Regions from separate parts of the Sus scrofa genome. Here region 2 is linked to region 1. A link is a contact called in public targeted proximity ligation data. All regions are on one chromosome and are shown on one strand. The core of a region is the stretch at or near the end of the contact, and the rest is flanking DNA. Distances in the headings are between cores, read along the strand shown.

Region 1 (6,266 bases), core at 1,946-4,445:
GAGCGCCCCCGGCCCCAGTGGATGGGAAAGGGAGGGGGGCGGAAAGGCCGCGGTCGGACGCCAGCTGTCCCCGCCCCCGAGGGTGGGGCGCTTCCGGGCTCCGCCCCAACTGGCCCCGCCCCCTTCCCCGCGAGGTCCCTGGGCCGAGTGCCTGCGCGTCAGTCTCCGCTGTGTCAGCACAGGCTTGTGTGGGCGTCTGTTTGCATCATACGCTGTCCGCTCCGCCCGCCCGGGCATCTCGCCTGCAGCGGTGCCTCTGCCCCGGGGAGCACTGTTCCCTCCGAGCGCTTTGCTAACCGAGCTTCCATCTCTCTCCTCCTCCGCGCAGCCCTGGGGCCCGGCTCCTGCTCCGGTGCTTTAGAGGAGTAAGCTGGTACGTGACGCCTTCGCACGCGGGGCGGGGGGCTCTGCACGCGGCCTTGGCGGGGAGCCCGAGAGAGGACCCCGTTGCCCTCCTCTCCTGCCCCGCCAGGGGTCCTTCCCGTCCGGGGGCTTCTGCCCGTCTGGGGTCTTCCACATCTGTGTCTTCTCCGGGCCCGGGCTTCTGAGTCCAGGGGCCTGCCTCTGGCTTCCCGAGCCGGAGGCCTTCCCGTCTGGACCCGGTGGCCCGGGCAGGCCGCGGCTGACGTCCGACTTGTCCCCCCACCCGCCGGGGAACCTCCCGGCGCACTCTGAGGGCGGCCGGTGCGGGGCCCCGTGAGATTGTCTTGCCCCCTCCAAGGAGGCGCCTTCTCCCCGGGCGGCTGTACAGAAGGCAGATCCCCAGGGTGCCCCCACAACAGGCAGGCGCCTGCGGACCCCCGCCCTGCTGGGACGCAGGGGGGTGGAGGACCTGGGGGTGGAGGTTTCCGGTGTCCTGTCCGCTGCCCGAGCCAGGCCCGCGTCTGCCCTCCCTGCGACCCGCTCTGTCCGTTCCCGTCTTCCTTCAACGCTTCTCGGACTGGTCTGACCCCCTGTTGAAATAGGACCTGACACATGCATGCAGGTGGCCCCAGCCTCATGGTGGTGTCACTTAGTAAAGATCCTGGAGGTAGGAAGCGGGTCACACGCAGCCGCCCAGGGCGCTGTTCCCCTGGCAGAGCTGGCTTCCCACGTGCAGCCACAGCCTCTAAGAAAGCAGTCCCTTCCCCAAGTCACTGAGGGTCTGTCCCAGGCCGCGAGGGCTCCTTTGTTCGCCATTTGAAGCCGCCCCAGAGCCCGGGTCAGCGGGCCCTGTGAGCTGTGCTGTTCCTGTCGCACAAGCACTCCGGGGGCCTGAGCCCCTCGCAGGGTCCTGGAAGCAGCTGGGGGGCGGGGACAGCAGAGGCCCCTGAGCCAGGCCAGCTGGGGCTGCGCTGGGCCCTGCTGGGCACTCAGACCCCACTGTTCCCTCCACCTGGGTCAGCTGAGCCCCAGCCGAGCCCAGCGGGAAGGCACTGCGGGACAGCGGCCCCCAAGAGCCGGGGAAGCACAGAGAGGGCCGGGTGGGGGACCCAGGGTGGCTGCCCCAGGCACCCCATTGTCTTCTGATGCAGGGCTGCGGCTCTTTGCTGCGACAGACAGCCCCCCGGGGCCCTCTGGGTGCCCAGCCACGGACACAGGGTCAGCCGGAGAGAAGCCCGAGCCCAGCGGGTCAGGGGAGCGGGGTGTCAGGACAGTTCGGCCCAGCGTGACCCCCCTCCCTGTCCCCCTGCCCGCAGGATGGTCCACCTCCATGGAGACGCCCCGCAGCCTGCACACCACCGGGCCCCCCCGGCCTCCACTTGGTGGCCCCAGTCCTGACCCTGGGGCCGCCGAGCTGACCCCACTCTGAGAGCCTGGCCTGGCTCCCCGGACTTGGCCGAGGGCCGTGGACTCCAGCGCAACCCCTGGCCTCTCCAGTCTGCAAGTTCTGCGTGGTCACTGGCTGCGAGGAGCTGTGTGACCCTTGACCGAAGAGCACAGTTGACTGTCCCCTCTGACGACCCTTTTTCTACAGTCCATGTATTTGTAAATGGTACAAGATGAAGGACAGTGGCTTTCTGTCCCGGGCGCTGAGCTCTGGGTCCTTCCCAATGCCCCGGGGCCGGGCACCCGTGTGCAGCCTCACCCAGCCCCCGAGCCGTGGCGGCCGATGCCCGGGAACTGAGGGACACGCTGGAGAAGAGGAGTTCCTGGGCGGTGAGGTGCTGCCTTCACGGGGACGCGCGGGGCCCCTGGAAGGAGAGGAGGTGGGGTCTGAGTCTCAGGCCGGGAAGGAGACTGCCCCTGCCCTCCCCCTGCACAGCTTGGCGAGGCTCGGCCAGGTTTGGGTCTGGGCATGGGCGGTGTGGTGCCTGAGAGCCCTTCCCAGCGGCAGCTTTGCCCACGGCACCAGACCCTCTGGGCCGGGGCTCTGCTCGGCGAGCGGCACGCCATCACCTGCTCTGGAAGGCGCTGGTGGCTTCTCTGCTCCCTCTGCCGTAGATGGCACTGAGAATTTGCTTTGATTTGTTCCCGTCTGGGGCTCCTGTGGCGGGATGTCCCTGGGGACGAGGGCCCCATGTGAGGTGACCTCGCCTTCTCTTAAAGACAAACTTGCGGGCAACAGAAAGGCAGACAGCGTGCTTGGCCCTGGTGCCTCTGGATGAGAGCTGCCCCAGTGGGACCTTAGCCTGGCGGCGGCGGGTCTGCACTCCCCGTGCCAGCGCTTTCCTAGCAGGTGGGAAGGATGGTGCTGGGCAGCCGACCACACAGCCTGAGGCTCTGATGAGTGGGGTGCTCGGAATGGGCGCCTCCTTCTCTCTCCAGTTGAGCCTATGAACAGAGGCCACACTGCAGGCGCCCTGCCTCCCGTCCTGCCCGCCGTGTGCTCGTGGGTGCACAGATGCCACACACGCACATGACCGTCTCCCTCTCCTCACCCCTCTCCTCTCACTGGCCAACACCCCCCGCCTCTCACCATTGGTTTTGGGGCCAGTAACTGAAGGGCGGGGTGCAGACTGGCCTGTCTTGGACTTAACACGTGCTACCATTTGATGTACTCTGATTGGCTAGTTTTTGTTCGTTTTTACTGTATATTTATAGTAATAAAATCATGCAGCAATATCCTATTCGCTTTTCCCTCCATGCACAGCTCCACAGGACTGGGTTGTTTCTCGGGAGGCAGGACAGCTGAGTGGCAGCTCTGACACACTCAGAGCAGCGCAAGTGCCTGCTTGTGGCTGCAGCCACTGTTCCCTCATGTGTGATGTGACATAGGACTTCCGGGAGGGCGTGAGTGCTGCTGCTTGTTATTCTTGGGGTCGGCATTATGCTGATTGTCGGGTTGGAGCAAAGGGGAGGGACCCTTGGGACTTGGCTCTGTTTCCTGAGCAGGTGGAAGAGCCCAGGCCTCCAGCTATGCAATTGCTTTGGCCGTAGCCGTCGCTAGTTCCTCTTGCCGCCGTGAACTGAGTGCCTGCTGTGCCAGCAGAAAGCAGAAGGCGCCAGGCCCCTGGGAGCCTGCGTTCTAGTCAGTGAGATGCTACGCAAGTGATTCAGGTCTAACCACATGTGATTACAGTTAGGAAGGGGGTCGGTGGCTAACGAGGTGGTGCTGATTTAGCCTGTGTTTGGGGAGGGCTTCTGTGATACGTTTCAGCTGAGCCCTAAAGGATGCCAAGGAGCTGGGCCTGGAAGAGCACCCCAGGCAGCTGGCTCAGCAAGTGCAAAGGCAGGAGTGGGTCTACTGTGTCCACGGAGTGGCTGAAGTGTCAGAGCTGGGGTGTGGGGTGCAGACACTTTGTGGGGGCCCAGTTTTGCCCTAGGAGCAATTGGAGGCTGCTAAGCAAGGGAGCGACTTTCTCCAGCTGTCCTCGGGGGAAATGGATTGGAGGGCAGGTTTGGCTGCCAGGACGCTGGAGCCCAGCTGGGGCCCTCTGCTCAGCCTGAGCTCCCCTGACCAGCAAGCAGCCTCTGCATGGGGAGAGGCTGGTGCCCCAGCACGCCCACTGCAGCACTGCCCGAACCACGGCCAGCCAGCAGTGCCCTCTGACTCAGGCACTCAAGGGTGGAGCCAGCCTTCCTAGCTGGCCTGGCCCTGCCCCAGGGAAGGCCTGCCAACCTCGGGGGTCCCCGGTCTGCCACGGTCTCGGTGTGGAAAAGGCCTTTCAGTCACACAGGTTTTTGCATTGGCTGCACTGGGTCTCCCACCACGGGCCCACCTCCTTTATTAATGCCTGAGGCGAGCCTTCAAACACCTTTATTTATTAATGCCTGGGTCCTTCCCTTCAAACACCTTTAGTCTCCCTAGAGTCTGGCCTCCCACTGCCAGCTGCGGCTGCCTCCCTGCTGCGGCAGCCCCAACCCTGGCAGAGGACCACGCGGGGGGAAAATGGAGCTTGGGCTACCTGATGGAGTGAGTAGCACCACAGAACCCGGGGGAGCCTGCTGCTCTGCCGCAGCTGCTGTTTCTGATGCTCCGGAGCCGTAGTGCCTGCCTTCTCCGGTACAGACGCTGGTAAGTGACTCAGGCCCTCGTCCCCAGAAGCTGCACGGTTTTCTGCGCGGACACTGGGTAGGAGAGGTGGAATTCGAGGGTAGGATCCTGGCTCTCACAAACTGCTGGGTGCCCTCAGGCAAGTCCCGTTCATCTGAGCCCCAGGTTCCTAAAGGGGGGAGTACCTGGCCTATATGGCCCCTGACACGGGTATTTGGGCGCTGCGCTGGGAAGCTCCCTGCCCGGAATCTAAATCACTTCTGCCCCAGCAGGCTGGATTCAGGAAGTCCCCGAGTTCCTCACCGCCCACCCCCAGTTCAGGGCTGGGCTGGACTCGGGGGGTAGCTGGACTCTGCCAGGCTGTGTTTAACCGGCAGCAGAACCATGGGCTGGCATTGTGCCTCCTGGCCGCAAGGCTCGGCTGAGCCCCCTGGGGCAGGCAGGGGGCGCCCGCACGCCCAGGGACAGGCGCCAACCCGGCCTGGAGCTGACGGTGGGAAGCCGGCGCGGCTGTGCTCCCGAAGAGGCGCGGGGGAAGGCGGAGGGCAGTATAATTGCTAGGGCTTTCCCTGCCCTCTTCTAGACGCGCAGTTTGAGTCCAGACTCCACAGGCTGCACCGCCTGCAGGTAGCGCCCCAACCCCGCAGGCGCCGCGCGTCTGGGAACCCGAATCCGAATCTGCGCTCGGCTCGTGCGGGCTCGGTTGTCGCGTTGCATCTTGGGCCTTGTGGTTTTCTAGGATCGTGGGCGGTGCCGGTTCGGGGTGCGCGGCTGTTGGGTGACAGCTGGGCGCGAACCGCCTTCCCCTTTGCGCACGCCCCTCCCGCTTCGCAACGACGCCTCTGAGCGTCGCGATGGGCTCGGCCCCGGCGCGGGTCAGCGATTGGCGGAGGAGCGGGGCCCAGGGGCGCGGCTTCCCGCGGATTGGTTGGGTGCGGCGGGGCGGGCCCGCGCATGCACTTAAGGGGCGGTGTCTGGGCGGCGGTGGGTAGTGCCAAGATGTCGACCGTGGCAGTCCCGGAGCTGAAGCAGATCAGCCGGGTGGAGGCGATGCGTCTTGGGCCGGGCTGGAGCCATTCGTGCCACGCCATGCTGTACGCTGCAAACCCCGGGCAGCTCTTCGGCCGCATCCCTATGCGCTTCTCGGTGCTGGTGAGGACGCGGGCAGGCGGGCGGGGACCGGGCGCCACTCGGACTCGCGCCCGTGACCCTGACGCTCCCTTGCAGATGCAGATGCGTTTCGACGGGCTGCTGGGCTTTCCCGGGGGCTTCGTGGACCGGCGCTTCTGGTCATTGGAGGACGGACTGAACCGGGTGCTGGGCCTGGGCCTGGGCTGCCTGCGCCTCACGGAGGCAGACTACTTAAGCTCACACCTGACCGAGGGCCCGCACCGCGTCGTGGCGCACCTGTACGCGCGGCAGCTGACGCTGGAGCAGCTGCACGCCGTGGAGATCAGCGCGGTGCACTCGCGCGACCACGGCCTGGAGGTGGGGCCGCCGCCCGGGCCCCGCCCCCCGCCCCGGGGTTTGGCTCTGGCCCCGCGGAAGGCACCGATGGGTAACACGTCCCCCTGAGGGTCCCCAGGCCGGGCTGGGAGGGTGTCGCTGTCTCCAGCTCCGGGGTGGGGAGAGGGACCACGGGTCGGGGGTGGGCTGGGAGGGGAGCCGGGGCTGGGGCTCCCTCGGGGCTGTGTTCCATCTGCCTTGCTGCCTGCCATTGCCAATCCTGGGAGTGGGGAGTGGGATCGGTGGGAGGATGGGAAGGGGCGGTGCCTGCCGGGGAGGTGCGAAACCGAAGAGCCAAAAGAGGATCTTGTAGGTCTGAGTTCAAGGGCCAAGATCTCACGGT
Region 2 (6,092 bases), core at 2,242-4,741, 320 kb before region 1:
ACCATGAGGTTGCAGCTTCGATCCCTGGCCCCGCTCAGTGGGTTAAGGATCTGGAGTCGCCGTGAGCTGCGGTGTAGGTTGCAGATGCAGCTCGGATCTGGTGTCGCTGTGGCTCTGGCATAGGCTGGTGGCTGCAGCTCTGATTCGACCCCTAGCCTGGGAACTTCCATAGGCTGCAAGTGCGGCCCTAAAAAGCAAAACAAAAAAAAGAGGAATATCTATGTGTGTGTGTATGACTGGGTCACTTTGCTGAACAGCAGAAATTGGCACAACCTTGTAAATCAGCTATACTTTAAATATGCAATGAAAATAAAATAATCTCTCTGTGCCTCAATTTCTTCCTCTGCAAAATGGTAATGACAATGGGACCCACTCTCAGGGTTCTTGTGAGTATGATGAAAGCAAAGCAGCTCGTACAGCAAAAGAACAGATCTAGCTGAGAACCGGGGGTTTCTGGTTGGGTCAACTCCATCAAGATCATAGAGTTCCTCATTCGTGTTGGATTTTCAGGAGCCAAATTTTGGGTGTTTTTGTTTTTGCAGCTAAGGAGACACCAGCTGGGTCCTGGAACTGAAAAGCCCTGGGTCAGGGTTGATACCTGATAATGTATCTCATTTAATCTTCACAACAAACTCAGAAAGGAGATACTGGGAGTTCTCATCGTGGCTCAGGGGTTAACGAATCTGACTAGCATCCATGAGGATGCAGATTCGATCTCTGGCCTTGCTCAGTGGGTTCAGTATCCGGCGTTGCTGTGAGCTGTGGTGTAGGTCGCAGACGAGGCTCAGATCCTGTGTTGCTGTGGCTGTGGCGCAGGCCGGCAGGTGTAGCTCCGATTTGACCCCTAGACTGGGAACCTCCATATGCCACAGGTGCAGCCCTGAAAAGCAAAAAAGCAAAAAACCCCAAAAAACAAAAAACAAAACGAAAAAAGAAAGGAGATACTACTATTTACCATCCAAATGTGGGAATCCCAAGTCAGAGTTCTCACTGGGAGCAACGTGCTTGTCCATGAAAACAAATGTAAGCGGAACAACAAATGAGAAAAGTCCTCGCAGGTTAAGGTTTCTTACCGTTGGGTCCCCTCGTGGTGCAGACGCCTTTGGATTTCACTTGAATCAGTGGTAAGACCCATACGGACAAGACTGGCTAGTTCGATCTGCCCCCACTGACTCGCAGGGGCTTCATCTCTGTCGCCACCACCGCAGTGCTTGGCATCCTGTGTGCATTCCATAAGCATTTTGGATGCTAGTCAGATTCATTTCCGCTGAGCCACAACGGGAACTCCCGTCAGCATTTTCTTTTTTTTTTTTGGTCTTTTTCGAGGACGCACCGGCAGGCAGCGTATGGAGATTTCCAGGATAGGGGTCAAATCAGAGAAACAGAGCTGTAGCTGCTGGCCTTCGTCACAGCTCGCTGAGCCACGACGGGAACTCCCCATAAGCATATAAAACTAGCCCCTTGTGTACCTTTTTTCCATACACCTGTATTCCCCCTGGGCCGGAGTCAGGTGACTCCAAGGTGGGACCAAGTGAGGCCACAGGCTGCTGGGTGGCAATGGAAGCTGAATCACTGCAATCCCAGACGCCGGAAGGGGGCGCTCTGCAGCCCTCAGCCTCTGCCTCTCCCCACACCCTGGCTGGTGTTGGGACCCAGAGAGTCGGCCCTTAAGAGCCCCCTCCTAGAAGGTGCTAGGTCCCATGGCTGGCCTTCCCCCCATGGACCATCTGCCGGCTAATGTTTAACCCGGCCTCACTCCACATTATCCACAGGAGGGAAACTAGGGTGCGGTGAGGGCAGGGAAGGTCACCTCCAAATAGCTGCCTTTCAGGACTACTGGCCTTTCATGTATCACCCAACAGCTCAGGAGCACCTGCTCTATCTATTCAGGCAACAGTCATGAGTACCTAGTAAGTGTCCATTCATACAACTCCCCTATGTATCCATTTGCCCGCAAATTAACTAGCATCTACTGTGTCCATGTAACAGCTCATGAGCACCTAGTATGTGTTCATTCAAGCAGCAGTCATGAGCACTACTATGCATATGTGCCTTGAGATGTACTGAGCACCTACTCTGTGTCCATTCGCAAAGTATGTACTGCAGGAGCACCTACTGTGTGCCAAAAGCTCTGTGCCAGGCACTGAGGCTGCAGTGTGATCAAGACCCAGGTGCTTCAGGCTCTGGCGGGGGACGGGCATCATCAACAACATGACTGAAGGCAGAATTACACCCGCAGTCCTATGTCTCACCTACAGAGGATGCTTTTTGTCTCCTGGACTCCTCGAGGCCAACTGGGAGGCGGCAAAGTTGCCTAACAGCAGGAGGGCTGTTTTTGAACCAAGATTTGCCACCAGACAGCAGAGCGGCAAGAAGATGAGAGGGCGGGGGCTCCGGGTTGGCCCAAACAAAAACACACTCAAGGTCGTTAGTCTGGGGTTCAGCCTCAGTAGGTAGAAATCACCTTCGTCCGGTGCGGGTGCTGGCCTTTCTCACTCGCGTGTATCCGCTCATTCCACTTCCTAATCGCCAGCACCGGAGGGTCAGTCCCGGCGCGATCAAGGACCCCCGCCGCTCTCGGGGTGACGATGTAGGCCGTCCGAATGGCGGGGCCTCAGACTGGGGCGGGGCCTCCTCCTCATTCCCCGGGAAGGAAACTGAGGCGGAGGGCAAGGCGGGCAACAGCCCGACGTCGGACGGGAAGGAGGGGCTGAGGCTGGCCTCGAACCCTGGCTTGCGCCTCCCCAAATCCGGAGCCGGGGGCTTCTGCCCGCCGGGCGCTGCCCGCGCGTTCCTGGAACTGGGCTGGGCGGAGAAATCAGGGCCTGCAGAGAGACATTCCTGCCTCCTCCCCGCCGCCCGGGGCCGCGGGGGGCCTGGCCAAGGTGACCCCGCGGGAGGGAGGCGAGGGGCCTCCGCCCCCTCTGCCGCCGCGACCTCCTCCATCTCCCCGGTCTCCGGGGCTTTTCCTCTGGGCCCGCACGCCCTCCCTCCGGTCCTCCTCCGCGCGCCGCCCCTCTCCGGGCTTCCCCGAGGGCGGGACGTCCCGCCCCACCGCCACCCCCAGGCCACCTCCTAGGCCGTGTCCTAGCGCTGCCCTCGGGCCGGGGGCGGGGCCGCGCGGGGGCGGGGGGGCGACACCCGAGGATGGGGCCGAGGAGGACTCGAGCAGTTCGGCCGCGGCCGGGCGCCCCTCCCTCCCGGTGCCCGCTCCCCTGGCCGCGCCACCCTCCCTTCCTCCCCTCCCCCGGCCCAGCGCCGGCTCCCGGCTGCCCCCTCCCCCGACGCGCACACCCCGCCTGGCAGCTGGCGCCCCGGGCCTGGGGCCGCGGCGGCGAGAGGGGTTTGCTGGGAGGGCGGGAGGGAGGGAAGCAGCGGGGGAGGGAGGCGGGAGGGAGGCCGCCCCCCGCGCCCCTCCTCCTCCCCCCTCCTCCGCGGGCCGCCGGTCCCTCCTCCCGCCGCCTCCCTCCTCCCTCCTCCCTCCCTCTCTAAGACATCCCCGCACGGCCCGGCTGCCGCGGCCACCTTCCCTGCCCGAGCTGCAGATGTGGCGGAGCGGCCGGGCGCCGGGCGGCCGTGCCAGGGGAGCCCGCGCCCGGTGAGCCTCGCGCCCTGGCCCCCGCCCGCCCGGCCCCTTCCCCCGCTCGCTCCCCCGCCGCCCCCAGACCGCCGGAGCCCGGAGCCGGGAGCCCAACCGCCCCCGCCGCCGAGGTAGGAAGCCCCCGGGTGTCGCGCCGTGGGGACGGGGATCGTCGGCGGGGCGGGGGGGGGCTGGCCTGTCGCTCGGGGGCTGCAGGACCGGAGGGTCGCCTCCGCCTCCCGCGTCCGCGCCTCACCGCGGGCCATTGTGAGCCCTCGCCCGGGCCCCTGCGCTCGCTCCCTCGCTCGCTGGCTCGCGCGCTCCCTCCCTCGCCGGCTCCCCGGCCCCGTCCCTCCGTTTCTCTGTCTTTCTCCTCCCTCCTTCCCTCCCTCCGTCCGGAGGCCGGCTGAGCCGCGGCCGGGCCCCGGGCCGGAGCAAACTTCGGCGGGGAAGTTGGGCGGCCGTGGTCTGGGCGCGCTGCGGGGCGAGAGGCCCTCCCACCCCGGGAGCCTGGGCACGAAGTTGTCTGGGGCAGCCGGGCAGCCACCTCTTCCCACGGCGGCTGTTTCTAGGAAGAGGGTGGAAAGGTGTCTCCTCCCTGGTCCAGGAAAGTCTTCTCCTGCTGCCCCTGGTTAGCGGCGGCCTTCCTGGGGCCAGGGGAAGGGAGGCCTCTGGGGGCCAGGGCCAGGAGCCGGCGTCCTGTCCAGCACTTGTTCCTCCCCTGCTGTCTGGGTGCTAGCAGAAGGGCCGGGCCGAGTGGTGAAGGCAGGGTTGGCCAACCCGCCTGAGGGAGGGTCTGGAGGGAGCGGGAGGAGGGGGCAAGGCAGGTGCATCCCGGAGGAGGAGATGCCTGCGCCTGCTTCCCCGCAGGCCCCCTGGGATGGAGCTGGAATCCAGGCTGGCACCTGGAGGTCCTGGCACACTGCCCTGGCCAGCCGGGTACTCAGGCCACAGCAGGGCAGCATGCCGCTTTTCTGCCTGTCCAGGAGGGCCCGCCTGGCCGGCCACCCTGGGCAGTGATGGTTGCAAGGAGCTGCCCAGCCCTGCCTTGGGGCCTGGGAAGCGGGAAGGGATCCTGGGAGGAGCCCTGGGCCCCCAGCCATCACAGCCCAGGATCTTGGCTCTGAAGGGAACGCTTGACACTGAGGGGGCAGCCAGGCCAGCTGGGGACCTGGCCAAGGCCTGGGCTCCCGTGGTTCTTGGCCTGGGCCAGGTTCAGGGCCTCAGCTGTGGTCCTTGCAGGCGGCCATCTGAAGGACCTACATGCCTGGTCGTGGCATCCTGGAGGGAAGGTGAGGCTTAGCCAGCAGCTGCGGAAGACAGGGAGACAGTCTGCTCTGCAGAGCCTTCCTCAGCTCCCAGGCTCAGGGAAAGGGAAACTGGCCCCTTCGCTGTGCCCACCCGTCCAGCCCTCCCCAATCCCCGCACCAGTGCCATGGTGCCACAGCTGTTCCAGCCCAGCTCACAGGAGCCTCCCCTCTGCTCCTCCTTCTCCCCTCTGGGCCCAGCCTGGGCCTCCCAGCCGGCCCTGGCCGGCACCGGGCGAGGGGCTGCACCTGGGGGCCCCTCCCAGGACACCCCTTTCTGTGCTCTAGCCCAGCCCATTTCACGGGCCAGCCTGGCTTGGCCCTGTCTGCAGCCAGGCAAGCAGGAGGCAGTGCCAGGGGTTTGGGCACCTTTTATAGGGGCTGAGGACCCTGTGGAAGCAGCCCTGTTTTCCTTCTAGCCCCTTGCCCTCCCCCTCCTTTCCGGAGCTGCCATTAGCGGTGACCCTCTGACCCCCAGGCCAGCCCGCCCTTCCCTGTCTGTGACCTTTGACCTTTGATGTTAAATCCCTCCAGCTGGGGCTCTTTGGCCCCTGAGTGACCCTGGTACAGGACCCTGGGGGGGCCTCTCCCTGCTCCTGGCTCTCCACCCAGGGACACCTGCCAGTCCCTCCCTCACTGATGGGGAGGAGGTGCCCCAGAAAGCCAGACAGTGAGTCACCCCACTTCCAGGCACCACTGCTTTTGGGGTCAGTGGCTTTGGGGGATTCGCTGGAGCTGGGCCATGGCTTGGAGGGTGAGTGGGAAAAGCCCCTGGCCTGGGAGTCTGATGTCCTGGATTCAACTTCTGGCTGCACCACCAACTCCCAAGGGTCCTTGGGCCAGGCGCCTCCCCTTTCTGGATCTCAGTTTCCTCCTCTGTGAAACCAAGGGGTCAGACTTGGGGAGCTTCCTGAACTGCAGAGTCCATGGGAGTCCACGGAAGACAGGCGGGGGGGGGGGTGGGGTGCTGAGAGGGGGTTGAGGCCAACAAAAGCCAACTCTCAATTATCCGTGGGTGGAGCCAGTATGAATAACTGGATGCCACAGACATCCAGAAACCTCATTTTAAACAATCGTGTGAACTGCGTCCCCCCAAAGCTTTTGTTGTTTCTGAAAAGCCCAGCTGCAAATGGGGCAGCCCCAGCGATGCCTTCTGCCTGGGCTCCCCTCCTTGCTGGGAGTGCCCGCAGACGCGACAGGGCTGA

What was found.
Region 2: a contact with region 1 is called in a targeted proximity ligation map of skeletal muscle, with 2.4 times the contacts expected there. A contact is called at or near these places in 1 of 47 Hi-C or Micro-C datasets (liver) and 1 of 2 datasets of targeted methods (skeletal muscle).

The regions. Positions count from the first base shown.
Region 1 is chr3:37,691,582-37,697,847 of Sscrofa11.1, reverse strand. NUDT16L1 (protein syndesmos) reads left to right here and starts at 3,195. Exons shown (of 4, transcript XR_002342434.1): 1 at 3,195-5,569; 2 at 5,645-5,975. MGRN1 (E3 ubiquitin-protein ligase MGRN1) reads left to right here. Exons shown (of 17, transcript XM_021086677.1): 16 at 329-373; 17 at 1,680-3,045. The coding sequence ends at 369.
Region 2 is chr3:38,016,125-38,022,216 of Sscrofa11.1, reverse strand. It overlaps GLIS2 (zinc finger protein GLIS2), which reads left to right and starts at 3,491. Exons shown (of 7, transcript XM_005662179.3): 1 at 3,491-3,711.